Regions from separate parts of the Mus musculus genome. Here regions 1 and 3 are each linked to region 2. The links are chromatin contacts, called in public Hi-C maps. All regions are on one chromosome and are shown on one strand. The core of a region is the stretch at or near the end of the contact, and the rest is flanking DNA. Distances in the headings are between cores, read along the strand shown. Region 1 overlaps Gm31615 (a long non-coding RNA gene). Region 2 overlaps Fbxo11 (F-box protein 11). Region 3 holds the start of Foxn2 (forkhead box N2).

Region 1 (4,307 bases), core at 1,274-3,773, 320 kb after region 2:
TACTACTTAACTAAGTTCTGTGTTCCGCCTGGGCTGCTCTTAAGTCCAGTTGGCCTTGGCCAGCTGGCATGGCCACGTTTGTATGGCTCAGCTACCACACTATGGCTCTCCTCCCTCCTGCACGTTCCTCTCTTCCCTAGCGACTCCTTTCTGCTTCTCCTCCTTGTGGTCTCTAGCCTAGGGAAACCTAAACCCCACCTATGCATCTCCTCCCCAGCTATTGGAGCTGCTGGCATCTTTATTTACCAATCAGAATTAACTGAGGGCAGGGTCCCTCAGTGCAGACTCTCTCATCTTTGGGGCAAACAGCTTGGGGGGGGCAATTAGCATTAGAATACAAGCAGCATTAGGCCAACCCACTACATCCTCCTGTTTCTGAGTCTGTTTGCCTGTTGAGCATGCCTAACACTCTTGACACATACATGGGGACGCACAGGTCAGGCAGTGGGTCAGAGAGGTAAGCCTGCTTTCTGGTGAGGCTTGACATCACTAGAACTAGTCCCAGCTAGTTGAGGGGCTGGAAGTCCTCAGCGCCTTCAGAACCATATCATGACTTCATGTTTGCTATTAAGAAACAACCTACCAGTGCTAGCTGGTTGGGCAAAAAGGGAGAGGCTCTCTCTCTGAAGGCTACAGAATCCTCATTGCTCTCTATTAGCAAGTGACTGTGCTTGTCATTTTTAGTATGTTCCATATACCAAGCACTGTGATATTCTTAAAATAACCTGGTAAACTTTCCAATACATACCTTGATTCAATGGGAAGTTACAAGCACCAGGATTAGGTATTGTGTCTCTGGTCACACAGATAATTCATAATAAGCTCATATCCAAATGTAGGCTCATACTGCCCCACAGGCCTGGGAGCACTTCCTTCTGCTTCATGGGCCTGGGAGCACTTCCTTCTACCCGAGGCTTCAGAAGAACCCCCACAAACATGGCCTTGGCTCCCCACTCCTCTGTCCAGTTCTTGAAGCTGTGGTTCACATCATTGTTGAGGGTCTAATAACTAAATGTAGGGGCTGCGGAAATTTGGTGACAGATTCTCAAATGTTCAGCGAGCAAAACTGGATTCAAATACATGCTGAGCCTGAGGTGTCTCTGGCAGTGCTCGCCCATGCTGTGTCCTTGAGTTCACTGCAGCCTTGGTTCTAAACGCACAATACGCATTCAGTGCACATGCACACAGTATGCACGCTGTGAACTGCCCATTGCTGTCACCTCAAGAACATCTGGGCTTCCCAAAACACCTCACTCGGAGTCAAAACTACCACATGTCATGAACTGCAGTGTTTTTAAAAAGGTTTATTTTACTTTTATGTATGTATGTATGTATGTATGTATGTATGTATGTATGTATGCATATCGTCATGTGGGTGCCCTTAGAGGCCAGAAGCAGGTGTTGGATATCCTGGAGTTGGGATTACAGATAGTTGTGAACCACCTGATATGGGTGCTGGAAACCGAACCCAGTTCTCTGCAAGAGCAGCACTGATCTCTCTGCAGCCCCAAATTGCAGTATTTTTACTGTTCACACAAACTCTGTTGCTCTTAGGGAAACATGATGATTTCACTATGGAAAACAAAATCTTTCTTCAGCTGAGATCTAACTTTTCGAAAACATTACGTTTTTTTCATTTGTTCATCTTGTGTGCATGTGTGTCGTGGTGTGCATGTGCTCAGCAGAGGACATTAACCTGCAAGAGTCAGTTCTCTCCCGGGATCAAAGTCAGGTCACCCAGGTTGGCAAGAAGTCCTCGCCTGCTGAATAAGCTGGCTTGGTCTCAAGCTCTAATTCTTTATACAAAAATAAGCACATTTGTGTCAGTTTTAATAAATGGTAAAATCATGTGTACCAAATAATTGTTTGAAAGTAAATAGATTTGTTTGTGGTTTGTCAGTAACTGTTTGGTTGTTTGCTTTTATATCTGCTTTCACATACTTGTATATACAAGGTCTTAGACAAAGCTTCTGGGTGGAAACAGATCATGAATTTGGGGGGGCCTCGATGGCTGGGCTTTCGGACACTCCCGTGAGCTTCTTTGTATTGTTCATACGCTGCAGATACGGCTGCACAGGGGAGATTGACATATGCTCTTCTGAGTCTAGATTTTTATATCCCAGGTGAAAGACAAGAAGAAGGGACACTGGGTCCACAGGAGGAGAGCATGATGAAGAAGTAACTTCATGTGGCTGAGGCCAGGAGAGTGACCGGACTACTTAGCTGAGGACTGGCTAGCTCTTAAACAGAGACTACACAGATTTAAATCTACTGCCAGCTAGAACTTCTGTTACAGCTCTTTATGTCAGCCAGAGGAAAGTGTGCATTCCCCCTGGAGCTCTTGATTCTGAATCTGTTACTACATTTAAAAAAATGGTGTCAATAGATATAATCAAACAGAATCCGAAGCAGCCACTTAGCCATCTGTAGAAAAATATTGGCTCTGGAAAAGATACTGCCTGGTAGGAAACCAAAGGCATAGAAATATGTTTTGAGAATCATGTTCCTGGCCTGAATCAGATCCCACGTCAGGGGAGGTTGGCTGAGGACAGAGAGGGAAGAGAAGCCAAGTAGCTTGTTTTTCTTGCAGTCACCATGTGACAAGGCAGCAAGGGAAGGCCTGTCTCAGTCCCTGCCACCTCTTTCAAGGGGAAAAGCTCACCAGGCTGACTGATATCTCCTCCAAAATCGGGCTGTTGTGCCCCAACCAGGACATGCTCTCCTGGAAACTGAAGAAAGTGGAGTGCTTTGTTGACATATCCCAGCTCCCCTTCCAAGGAACTTTCTCTGTTCTCTGTCCCCAGCCTTCTCCCACTCCTGACAACCCACATCTTTGTGAAGGAAATGTACCATCTGTCCACAGGGTGGTGGCCTGGGCCTGGCAGGCTCTGTCACCTTGATGACCCCCAACCCTCCAACCCCCATAGTTTCCATCACTCCTTGATTGAATGAAGCAACAATGAATTAGGCAAGTATTTAAAAAACATGTTTCAAAATGAACTTGACCAGTTAACTAGGTTCTCATTAACACAAGTTCTCTTTCTATGTCATATTTTGATTAAACACACACACACACACACACACACACACACACACACACACTGTGGGTTAAATTACATCTCCCCCCAAATGAGGGCTTTATAGATGTACTCGAGTTAAGATGATGTATATAGAACTGGGTGATTTCTAAGTTCCGTGACTGCCGTGAAGAAAAGACACTGACAGCATGGAGACAATTATGTAGAGACACAAACTGGAGCAAGGCAGTACTACGGGAGGGCCTCCTACCACTAAAGATAGAGGTGACGGGATGGAAAGTTCAAGGTCTTCTTTGATTACATATTGAGGCTACTAGCCCAGGATATAGGAGACTATCTCAAACACCACAAAGAAGAAATAAAAAAAGAAAGGAGAAGCCAAGATGGTCTATCCCCTGGAGCTCTCAGAGAGTGTTTGGCCCTACTAACTCTGACTTTGGACTTCTAGCTTCTAGAACTGTTTGAAATAATTTTGTTTTTGAAAGCCAAACTTTTGAATGACTCTTAGGAGGCCAATACGAGTGCTTTATATGCACACATCTTGATTCTGGGCTTGCCTTGTTCTTAGCGCTTCTCACAGTTCTTGGCAACATCAAGTAGGAGGAGCTCAGCTAACTCAGAGGAGCTGATAGTATAGGCGTCTGATCTGTTTACTAAGAGGTAATAGATACCTTTACTTTGAGGTATTTTGCAACAATATATTTCAGCAAGGGTTCTGTAAACTGATTAGCCTGTGTGCATGCATGCATGAATGTGTGTGTTTGTGGGTATACTGAGCAAAGAACTTGTAGTGTATAAGTTTACTTCCTACATTAATTTACACCTAAGAAACAGAACTAACAGCTGGCAGTGCCTCCCCCAGCTTAAAATAGAGTTAATATGTGTTTAACAGCAAAATACAATGATATATGCAGGTCTGGCATGCTGTACTTGCGGTCTCCCCAGGCTTTTGAAATTGTACAGTTGTATCAATGTATGTCTCAGCCTCTGACACAGCCACTCAACCCAGAGTCGAGGAAGTCAATATTATTGACTCTGGGAGAAGGAGGAACTAAATGTCTCTCGCTGCTGTCACGTGACCTCTCCAGGATGTAGCTTGAATATCACATCACCATGCATGAGTCTTGACTCTTAAAATGTCATAGATTTCCATACTGACTTGAATCATGAATCCGAAATAGAGGAAACAACAGACCCTTCTTTTTGCAGATCTTCAGTGTTTTCTATTAATAAATATTAACTCGGTTTTGGCTTTTGGGTAGGAATTAA
Region 2 (4,560 bases), core at 1,514-4,013:
CTGAGTAATTTTCTATAAAAGGACATTTTCATCCTTGTTGGGATAATGGTAGATCTCAGGGCCGTAGGGCAAGAAAGTACAAAATAAGCCTAGAATATCTTGTGGCAGAAAGAAAACGCTCTAAATAAATAAATAAATAAATAAATAAATAAATAAAATGTGGAAGTCAGCTTAAAAAGGCAAAGTCATGCTAGAGCATCAAATAACCCAAACAAAGGTTTAACCCGTAAGCCAGTGAAGCCACTGACAAGGATGGCAAGTAAGGTGCAGAGTCACCTGCCCACAGGTTAGAAGGAGAAACAGAATAAATGCCAATCGTGTTAGGAGCTCAAAGTTAACATCAATAATAGACAAACTGAAACTGTACCACCTGACAGCACAGAATTTCTACGAAATTCCTAACAAAGATCGACACCATGAATCAATTATGAAGATCAAACAAAGCTGTCAGAGCACAAACATTCTGCTATAGGGTTTGAAGAGCTAGGGTGAGGCTAAATGCAACCTGTGGCTCTTGTAAAAAGAACACTTCCACCCCAGTACGTGAAATCCGTGAAATCTGGAAACCTAGAGTAGAAGGCAGGATGAGTTAGTGTTAACCTCATGACTCTTTAGGAGATACTTCGGTTTGTAGGTTACATACGCTCACATACTAGGGAAAAAAAACGAAACTCAGCTCTTAGAGAGCTGGGGGCCTCTGTAGCTTGGATTTTAAAAATCTTGAAAATCTTGATAGTACAAATTCTTGAAACATAAACACTACCAGACAAAAGAAAAAGATGGCTAGGGAAAAAAATGACTGCAGTACATTACAAAGGGGCAATGTATCCACAAATCAATATATGATCAATAGGCTAGTTGTAGTTGTATATAAGATGTGGAAAGACAGTTCCAAACTAAGGAAATGCAAATAAAAACTACAGTGTGGTCATTTTTATCTACCACATTATCCAAGATCCAAAAGATTCTTTACACACTAGAGTCATCACAAATAGGAGAAAAAATGCCAGGTAGTGGTGGCACACGCCTTTAATCCCAACACTTGGGAGGCAGTGTCAGCGGATCTCTGTGAGTGCAGGCCACCCTGGTCTACATAGCAAGTTCCAGGACATCTAGGGCTACCCAGAAAAACCCTGTCTCGAAAAACCAGAGGGGGAAAAAAACACAAAAACAAAACAAAAACAAATAAACAAAGGGAGAGGAGAAAGAAAGAGAGAGACAGACTGTTCATTGCTCTTTGGAAGGCTATGTGTCAAGTTGTCACTCAGCTGTTCCATTTCTGACAACTGATCCTGCACCCATGCTCACACATGTGGAAAATCAGTAATGCATACCAAGACATTCATTGCAGTAGCTCTACAACTACAGACCACCACCAAAATAACCGTCAACCAGCTACACAAAGGAACTATTTTGTGGCTGTTACAAAGTATAAAGCAATTCTATATAGTGTGATGAAGAACTACTTCTAATATACAGGTTAGTAAACAAATCTGAGAATTATAGCTTAGTAAGAGTGCCTATTATGTATAAGGCTCAAACTGCAAAACAGACAAATCAATCAATCAATCAAACAAATAAAAACCCTATACATGTATCTATATATGGAACTTGTTTAGGACACACACACACACTTCCCATAGTTTAGAGAGTCAATTTGAAGAGGCTCTTTGTCTTAGTTAGGGTTTTACTGCTGTGAACAGACACCATGACCAAGGCAACTCTTATAGAGACAACATTTAATTGGGGCTGGCTTACAGGTTCAGTCCATTATCATCAAGGCGGGAGAATGGCAGTGCCCAGGCAGGCATGCATGGCACAGGAGGAGCTGGGAGTTCTACATGTTGTTCCAAAGGCAAACAGGAGAACACAACTTCCAGGCAGCTAGGACTAGGGTCTGAAGACCCACAGCCACTGTGACACACCTACTGCCAACAAGTCCACACCTACTCCAACCTCCTAATAGTGCCTTTCCCTGGGCCAACTTTATATGAACCATTACAGTCTTATTGGCTAACAAAAAGATGGGATCACTGGAGAGATGGCTCAGTGGTTAAGACCCTGCTCTTCCAGAGGACCAGGGTCAATTCCTAGCCTCCACATGATGGCTCACAACTCCAGCTCCAAGTGACCTAACATCTTCTGACCTCTTCAGGTACCAGGCAAGCATATGTTATACAGACAGACATACATTCAGGCAAAGTACTCAAGTTCATACAATAAGAAAAAAAATGTTCTTCCTGACTTCAACGGAGCCATCATCTAACAGTGGACAGAAAGCAGCTCCCTACAGATAAACACTCCAGAGGAAAATAATAAAACTGCCAAATCACGGCTTTGCAATTGCTTAATGAATAGACTTAGCCACTGAATAGCAATCATCCCCAGTATAACTAAAAGAAAAACCACAAGACTTTATATTTCCACAAGAAAGAATAGAAGCCCGAGGCACAACAGCATAATTAGCTTAAAGTTTAGCTGTTATTTCACTTAAACACTGTTCTTAGCAAGGTGTCAGGGCGCATGCTTATTAACCCTAGCATGCAAGAAGCTATGCTAAGCTGGAGGAACAAGCGTTTGAGACTATTCTGGGATGCATCATAAAAACTGTTCTTTTTATATCATTTTCAAGTAAACCCTTGAAAACTGTTTTGCACTGTAGTTAGAAACTAGTCAGCCCATGTGACATAGGTTATTTGTGGAGTCATCCCACTTGTGGTTACATGGTTAATTTTTACAAATGTTTCTGTCTAGAATGAGCATGATAGTCTTTTGTCTCTGAAACAAGGCATACTGCATTAGGCAAGAAGTCTATGCACTGTCTTAGCTAGGGTTTCTATTGTGCCTTGAAGCACCACGACCAAAGCAAGTTGGAGAGGAAAGGGTTTACTTGGCTTCCACTGTCTGTCACTGAAGAAAGTCAGGACAGGAACCTGGAGGCAGGAGCTGATGCAGAGGCCATGGAGTGCTGCTTACTGGCTTGCCTCCCCTGGTTTGCTCAGCCTGCTTTCTTATAGAACACAGGACACCAGCCCAGGGATGGCACCACCCACCACGGGCTGGGCCCTTCCCCATCGATCAGTAATTAAGAAAACATCCTACAGTCCAATCTTATGGAGGCATTTCCTCAACTGAGGCTTCTTCTCTGATGACTCTAGCGTATATCAAGTTGACATAAAACCAGGCTGTATATCTACCAACTGAGGTATACCTCCAGACCCTATAGTCTACATTTCAGAGTCCAATTTAAAAATCTCTAAAAAGCAAGCTTTTCGCAGTGTAGTTGAAATAGTCTGTCTTTTCTTGTGAATGGAGGTAGTATGGTTATCTATTGGCTTCTGAAAGAAATATACTAAATATACTAAAAATTCCCCACTGTGTCTCTAGGTCATTTATTTAGGCTATAAACCTTTATTATTTATTTATTTATTTACTTACTTACTTATTTTGTTTTTTTTTTTTTTCAAGGCAGGGTTTCTCTGTGTAGCCCTGGCTGTCCTGGAACTCACTCCGTAGCCCAGTATGGCCTCGAACTCAGAAATCCACCTGCCAAGTGCTGGGATTAAAGGGGTGCACCACCACTGCCCAGCAAACCTTTATTTTATATACTGTGACATTTAAATAGATCCAGCACAACACTTGCTGCCACCATGCTCTCCACCACAATATTGGGTTAAGCCTCTGAAACCATAGTCAGCCACCACAATTACTTTTTTTTCCTGAGAGCTGTCTTGGTCTTGGTTTTCTTCACAGAATAGAACAGTGACTAAGACAATTGCCTCAACTGTTTTTACTTTTGCTGTTGTTATGTTTTAACAGAGTTATAACTCCTGAAGGCAAGAGCTTTGTTTTACTGTTTCAGCTCAGGGCCTATTAAAGACTCAGCAAATGTTGATTCCTCTCTAGAAAGCCTTGCTTAATTCCCATAACTAATGAGAACTATGAAGTTTACTGGAGAAATAAAATGATATAAACTAAAAAGAAATAAAAGGAACTGACCTAGCCGGGCAGTGGTGGCGCACGCCTTTGATCCCAGCACTTGGGAGGCAGAGGCAGGCGGATTTCTGAGTTCGAGGCCAGCCTGGTCTACAAAGTGAGTTCCAGGACAGCCAGGGCTACACAGAGAAACCCTGTCCCGAAAAACCAAAAAAAAAAAAAAAAAAAAAAAGGAGCTGATCTATCTTCCATGGTAGCTTCCAAATACTAACTGACTAAGCCAATTAGGGCTTTGCTATGTAACCTACACACACACACACACACACACACACACACACACACACACACACACTACAATTTTCATAATAAATTGGAACCACTGGGATAAGGAGGGACTAAAGGAAAGAAACAGGTTTCTAAATTTAAAAGTAAATATTAAAAGACTTTATAATTAAGTAGCAATGAAAATGTATTAGGACACAAGTAACAATAATCTGGTATCTATTTAGCATAAGGTTAAAATATCTTTGTGTGTGTGTGTGTGTGTGTGTGTATGAGATACATTTTCTGCTACATTTTCCCTCATTGCTAAGTTGCTGATGGCATTTTCCTGAGTCACCTTTT
Region 3 (4,421 bases), core at 1,692-4,191, 420 kb after region 2:
TTAGAAACTCCAACAAAACACATTGGTTCGACAAGTTGTACGTTGATGGCTTGTATTTGTCCCCTATTTGGGGTGAGTAGGTATTTGCCCATGTCCCCCGAGGGCACAAAATCACACAACAGAAGTACTCTGAAGAAAGAATAAAGCTGCACAAAATCTGAAACCTGGGGCTGTTTTTTTGTTAAGAGGTAAAGTTTTGCTCTTTTAGACTGCTTACTCTTGTAAACTCAAGGGAAAAGCTGCCCCTTCTGGATCGCCATTATCTTTAATCAGAGCTTTTCCTTGGTGGATGTTCAAAGTCCTCTAAATTAGCCTCTTGGTATACAAGAATCTCCAGACTTTGAACTAAGTGGAGCGGATTTGCTAAAACGCTTGAACTTTACAGGTTGAGGTTGGACAAAGGTGCCCAGGCTTGTGGTCTGAGTGTGGTCTGGGTGTGGTCAGTCACGGCAGGGGACCAGCAAAAGGGCTTAATGAATGAAGATGCAGAAAATTCATTACTTGACCTTGGATAGGTATATTTTTTTCTGAGTTTATCTATTTTATGGTAGGCTGGCTCCTGGGGTGATTTATCTCTGAACTATCTGCAGCTTTCAAATTTTATGATTCCTTCGGAGTTCAGGAAGAGCATTTAGCTACTTGAGTTTAAAATAGATGCAATGATGAATGGGAGAAAGAACTACATAAAATATAAGTTCATTCTGTATTTCAAATACTGTACTAGCAATATTAGTCCATCTTTGTCAGAAGGTGAAAGGCTAGCAGATAACCTTGGCTGAGACACTGACGTTGTGGCTGCTTTTTGTCGTTATTGTTTGTTTGTTTGTTTGTTTTGAGACAGGGTTTCTCTGTGCAGCCCTGACTGTCCTGGGACTCTCTCTGTAGATCAGGCTGGGTTTGAACTCACAGAGATCTGCCTGCCTCTGCCTCCCACGTGCTGGAATTCAAGGCGAGCACCACCCCTGGCTGAACTTGGTTTCTTAAAAGCCAACTTTTCTTGCTCTTCCTTTCCTTCTCGTGCTCTTTCTTCTGTATCTTCTTTAATTTGTCTACATGAGTGGGGGGCAACAGTGATGCTATGTAAGGAGATTTGCAGTAGATGTTGCTCCTCCGCTGAAGCACATCTTACATTTGCCCTGAGATTTCGTACTCTGAAGAAAACTGGGATTCTCCGGGACTTTGAAAAGAAAACAAACAAACAAAACAAAATGAAATAGAACTGGTAGGCGAGCTTACATGGATCATACGAATAATGTTGTTTGTGGAATGAGGGAATCAAATATTTCTGGCTTTGTTCTTGTACATCGGGGTGCCTACAATTCCTCTGCATCTCTGCCATATTCACAGCTCATCTACTTTACTGCGAGCAGATAGCCTGCTTCAGTCATTTTATATGCAAAGACATTGAATAGTCAACATCCCCTCATCAGGAACCAAATGAAGCTTTGTTGAGCAAGCAGACGGGCAATGTCTCCGTTTTAGAGACCCTTTCTCTTAATCCATTTATATCTGTGTGAAACAGGTATCAGTAGCATGGTTTTTAAAGAACTGGGTATAGAAATTGAAAGGTTTAATTTCCAGGTTCATAATGATAACAGTAAACTCAAACTATAGTTTTCTTTTAGAAATTCAATGGAATAGTCCTCTCTCTCTCTCTCTCCCTATGTAGATGGCCTTAAACATTTGAGTCTCCTATGTCCTCCTTCCAAGTTCCAGGATTACAGGAATGAGGCACTATACCCTGCTTTCCTTTTGAGACAGACTTCTTTTTTTTTTTTTTTTTTTTTTTTTTTCTGAGGCAGGGTTTCTCTGTGTAGCCCTGGCTGTCCTGGAACTCACTCTGTAGACCAGGCTGGCCTCGAACTCAGAAATCCGCCTGCCTCTGCCTCCCGAGTGCTGGGATGAAAGGCGCGCGCCACCACCGCGCAGCTGAGACAGAAACTTCTTATGAAGGCCAGGGTGACCTCTAAATCTTGGCACTCCTCCAGCCTCACCCTACCCAGTACTGATACATAAACCTTCACTGCCAAGGGCAGTTTGATAGGCTACTTCTAGGCTTCAGTTTCCTTCTATGTAAAGGGAATTCCTGAAATTGTAGAGTTGGCAGATTCACTAAAACATGAAGCAACCAGAAAGTATACCCCGAAGGGAATGTCCTTAACATTAAAAATTATTCTACATTTGTCTGCAATTCAGAATTAACTGGCCACTCCCGTTTTATCTAGCAGCACTGTACCCGCAATACAGTGTAGGCAATACGTGTACAATGCATATTAAGTCCTTATTACTGTACACAGCAATTAGTGAGAGCTCTGTACATTTTTGTTGTTGCTGTGTTGCCTTTTATTACTGGTTTTTAATTTGGGAGACAGAGTCTCAGAAAATCTTTAGTAAAATTTGGATCTGATTCCAAAGCCCCATTTCCCCTCTAAAATCTGCTCTGCATAGAGTTTCCACGGCACTTCAGTCAGAAGAAGGTAGCGTTGTTCTCAAGAAAGCTTCCCGGTCCCCACACTTTCAAAGCCAAGGGGCTGTTCGGGCCGTCGCGGCAGCCCCAGCACACGCGTCGCGGGCGGACACTCGCGCGTCCCGCGCCAGCTCGTCCACTCAGCAGCCGCGCCGCGCCTCGGTCGCCCTCCCATAGGTCCTTCCGGGCGACAGGCGAGGGCTTTTCATTTTCCCGCCTGCACGCCCAGCTCCGTAAACCTCAGCGTCCCCTCGCTTTGCCTTCCGAGCCCGCTCCACCCTTCCGGACGCCACCTTCCCCCCCACCCGCCTGCAGGACGACAGCTCGGAGGGGCGGCCGCCGCCCTGGTAGGAGGCGGGACGAGGCAAGGGCGGGCTGCGGGAGGCGGGACGGAAGGAGGGGCGGGGCCAAGCGCCTTGGCGCCGCGTTGTCATGGCAGCGGGGCGGGGAGGAGGGGAGGAAGCGAGCAGGCGGGAGGGGTGGGGGGGGGGGGGATGTGGTGCTGCGGCGGCCGCCACCGCAGCTGCCACTGCCTGCTCGCGCCTGGGTGTCCCGGAGGCGGCTGCTGGGAGCCACGGGAGCAGCTGCGGTGCTCTGCCATATTGTGTCTGGCCCGGCCCGGCCCTCGCCTCTGGTTCGCGGCGGCTGAGTGACGGTGAGTCCCCGGGGTCGCGCGGCGCGGCGCGGCGCGGAGGCAGCGTGTGCGGCCGGCGCTGGGCGTGGGGGCGCGGAGGCGGCTGTCCCGTGACGCGCCGGGACATTTTTGTGTCCCGGGAAGAATTGGCGCCCCTGCGCGGGGGTGTACCCGGCGCGCGGCTCCGGCAGAGCGTGGGCTGCCCCGGGGGTGTGGAACCGAGGCGAGCACGGGTCCCCGGGAGTGAGGAGTTAGGAGTTTTCTCCCGAGGTAATGACCGTACCGGAGGGGGCGTCGCGCAGTCGGAGCCACAGAGGGCAGAGGACGCCCAGGCGGAAACCTGCGACCCCGGGAGTTGCTGCTCTAAGAGTCCCGGGGAGCCCGCGCCAGCCACGTCGCCGCTCCGGCTCCCATCCGAGCGGGACGCGCGCGGCGTGGAGTCCCAGTCCGGGGCCCGGCCCGGCCCGGGCGGGATGGCTGGGCCCGGAGAAGTAGTGCCCAGGAGGACTCGCGTAAACTTCGGGCGCGGGGCCCCGATGTGGGGTGGCGACCCCAGCCCGGTTCTCGCGGCCGGAGGCGCCCCCAAGCCTGGCTGGCCCGGGCCGGGGGTGGGGTGGGGTGGGGTGGGGGTGGGACTTGGACTGTTTCGGCGTTGCAACATGTGCACTTCCTGTTCGCCATCTCCTTCGGGGCCGAGGTTACTTCTGCCCTCCGGCCCGGCGCTCGGGCCGGGAGGGTGCGCGGTGGTCCGCGGCCTTGAGCTTGGGTGCCGGCCGGCGTGCAGTGCCCGGCAGCCCGAAGCCGAGCCGGGGAGGTTAGGGGCAGGGAGTCCACGTGCTCGGTGCTCGGTCTTGCACTGCAAACTCCGCCCCCGGCTGCCCTCCGGCAAAATGCCTGGGTTCCCACCGCCGCACCTCACGCGAGTTGGGGGTAGCAATTTCATTGGGAAGCCGCGCTCTCGAGATCTTCTTGCACTTGGTTTCTGCTTTAAAGCTTTCCTTTTTCCACCTTTTGGGTGGCGGTGGGAGGAGTCATAAGTGCAGAGAAATGACAGACTTTTTTTTTTTTTCCCCTACTTGCAACTCCGCTGTGAGCGGTTAATTATTTCCAGGTTAGTTGGTGCTCTTTTCTCCTGTCTTCTGATTGTGACAGCCACGTGGCCGGCTGAGTGCAATAGAGTGCTCTAGCGGCCAGAGAGCTTGAGGCTTCTCTCGCAGCAGGGGCTTTGTAATGGTATAGTCTTGGCTTCTGCGCTCTAATAAGAGGAAGTGGAAAAAGCCGAACCGATCACATCTAGTTGTTTCACCTGAATCGTAGAAT

The links. Hi-C and Micro-C count contacts between places; a contact is called where the count stands out from the background.
Region 1: a contact with region 2 is called in a Hi-C map of muscle stem cells, with 2.2 times the contacts expected there. The contact joins two enhancer-like sites. A contact is called at or near these places in 4 of 39 promoter capture datasets (the C10 cell line, embryonic stem cells, hippocampal neurons and 1 more), 3 of 484 Hi-C or Micro-C datasets (muscle stem cells and nephron progenitors) and 2 of 115 datasets of contacts at active chromatin or transcription factors (embryonic stem cells and fibro-adipogenic progenitors).
Region 3: a Hi-C map of muscle stem cells shows a contact between it and region 2, with 2.4 times the contacts expected there. The contact joins the promoter of Foxn2 here to the enhancer-like site in region 2. A contact is called at or near these places in 12 of 39 promoter capture datasets (the 3T3-L1 cell line, the C10 cell line, the HPC-7 cell line and 8 more), 13 of 484 Hi-C or Micro-C datasets (B cells, the C2C12 cell line, the G1E-ER4 cell line and 10 more), 14 of 115 datasets of contacts at active chromatin or transcription factors (the 230-238 cell line, the SCID.adh cell line, bone marrow-derived macrophages and 11 more) and 4 of 9 other capture datasets (adipose tissue, liver, macrophages and 1 more).

Annotation. Positions count from the first base shown.
Region 1 is chr17:88,333,753-88,338,059 of GRCm38.p6, forward strand. All of the region lies in intron 3 of Gm31615 (a long non-coding RNA gene), which reads right to left. Among named protein-coding and RNA genes, the nearest start is that of 1700116H05Rik, 28 kb to the left of the region's middle. Within about 2 kb of position 2,524, at least 79 of the 459 cell types and tissues checked have an H3K27ac peak or open chromatin away from gene starts, as enhancers often do. A contact at or near this core is called in muscle stem cells, where this site is marked.
Region 2 is chr17:88,016,763-88,021,322 of GRCm38.p6, forward strand. The region is part of intron 1 of Fbxo11 (F-box protein 11); the gene reads right to left. Among named protein-coding and RNA genes, the nearest start is that of Msh6, 44 kb to the left of the region's middle. Within about 2 kb of position 2,764, at least 8 of the 459 cell types and tissues checked have an H3K27ac peak or open chromatin away from gene starts, as enhancers often do. A contact at or near this core is called in muscle stem cells, where this site is marked.
Region 3 is chr17:88,437,763-88,442,183 of GRCm38.p6, forward strand. Foxn2 (forkhead box N2) reads left to right here and starts at 2,942. Exons shown (of 6, transcript NM_180974.5): 1 at 2,942-3,122.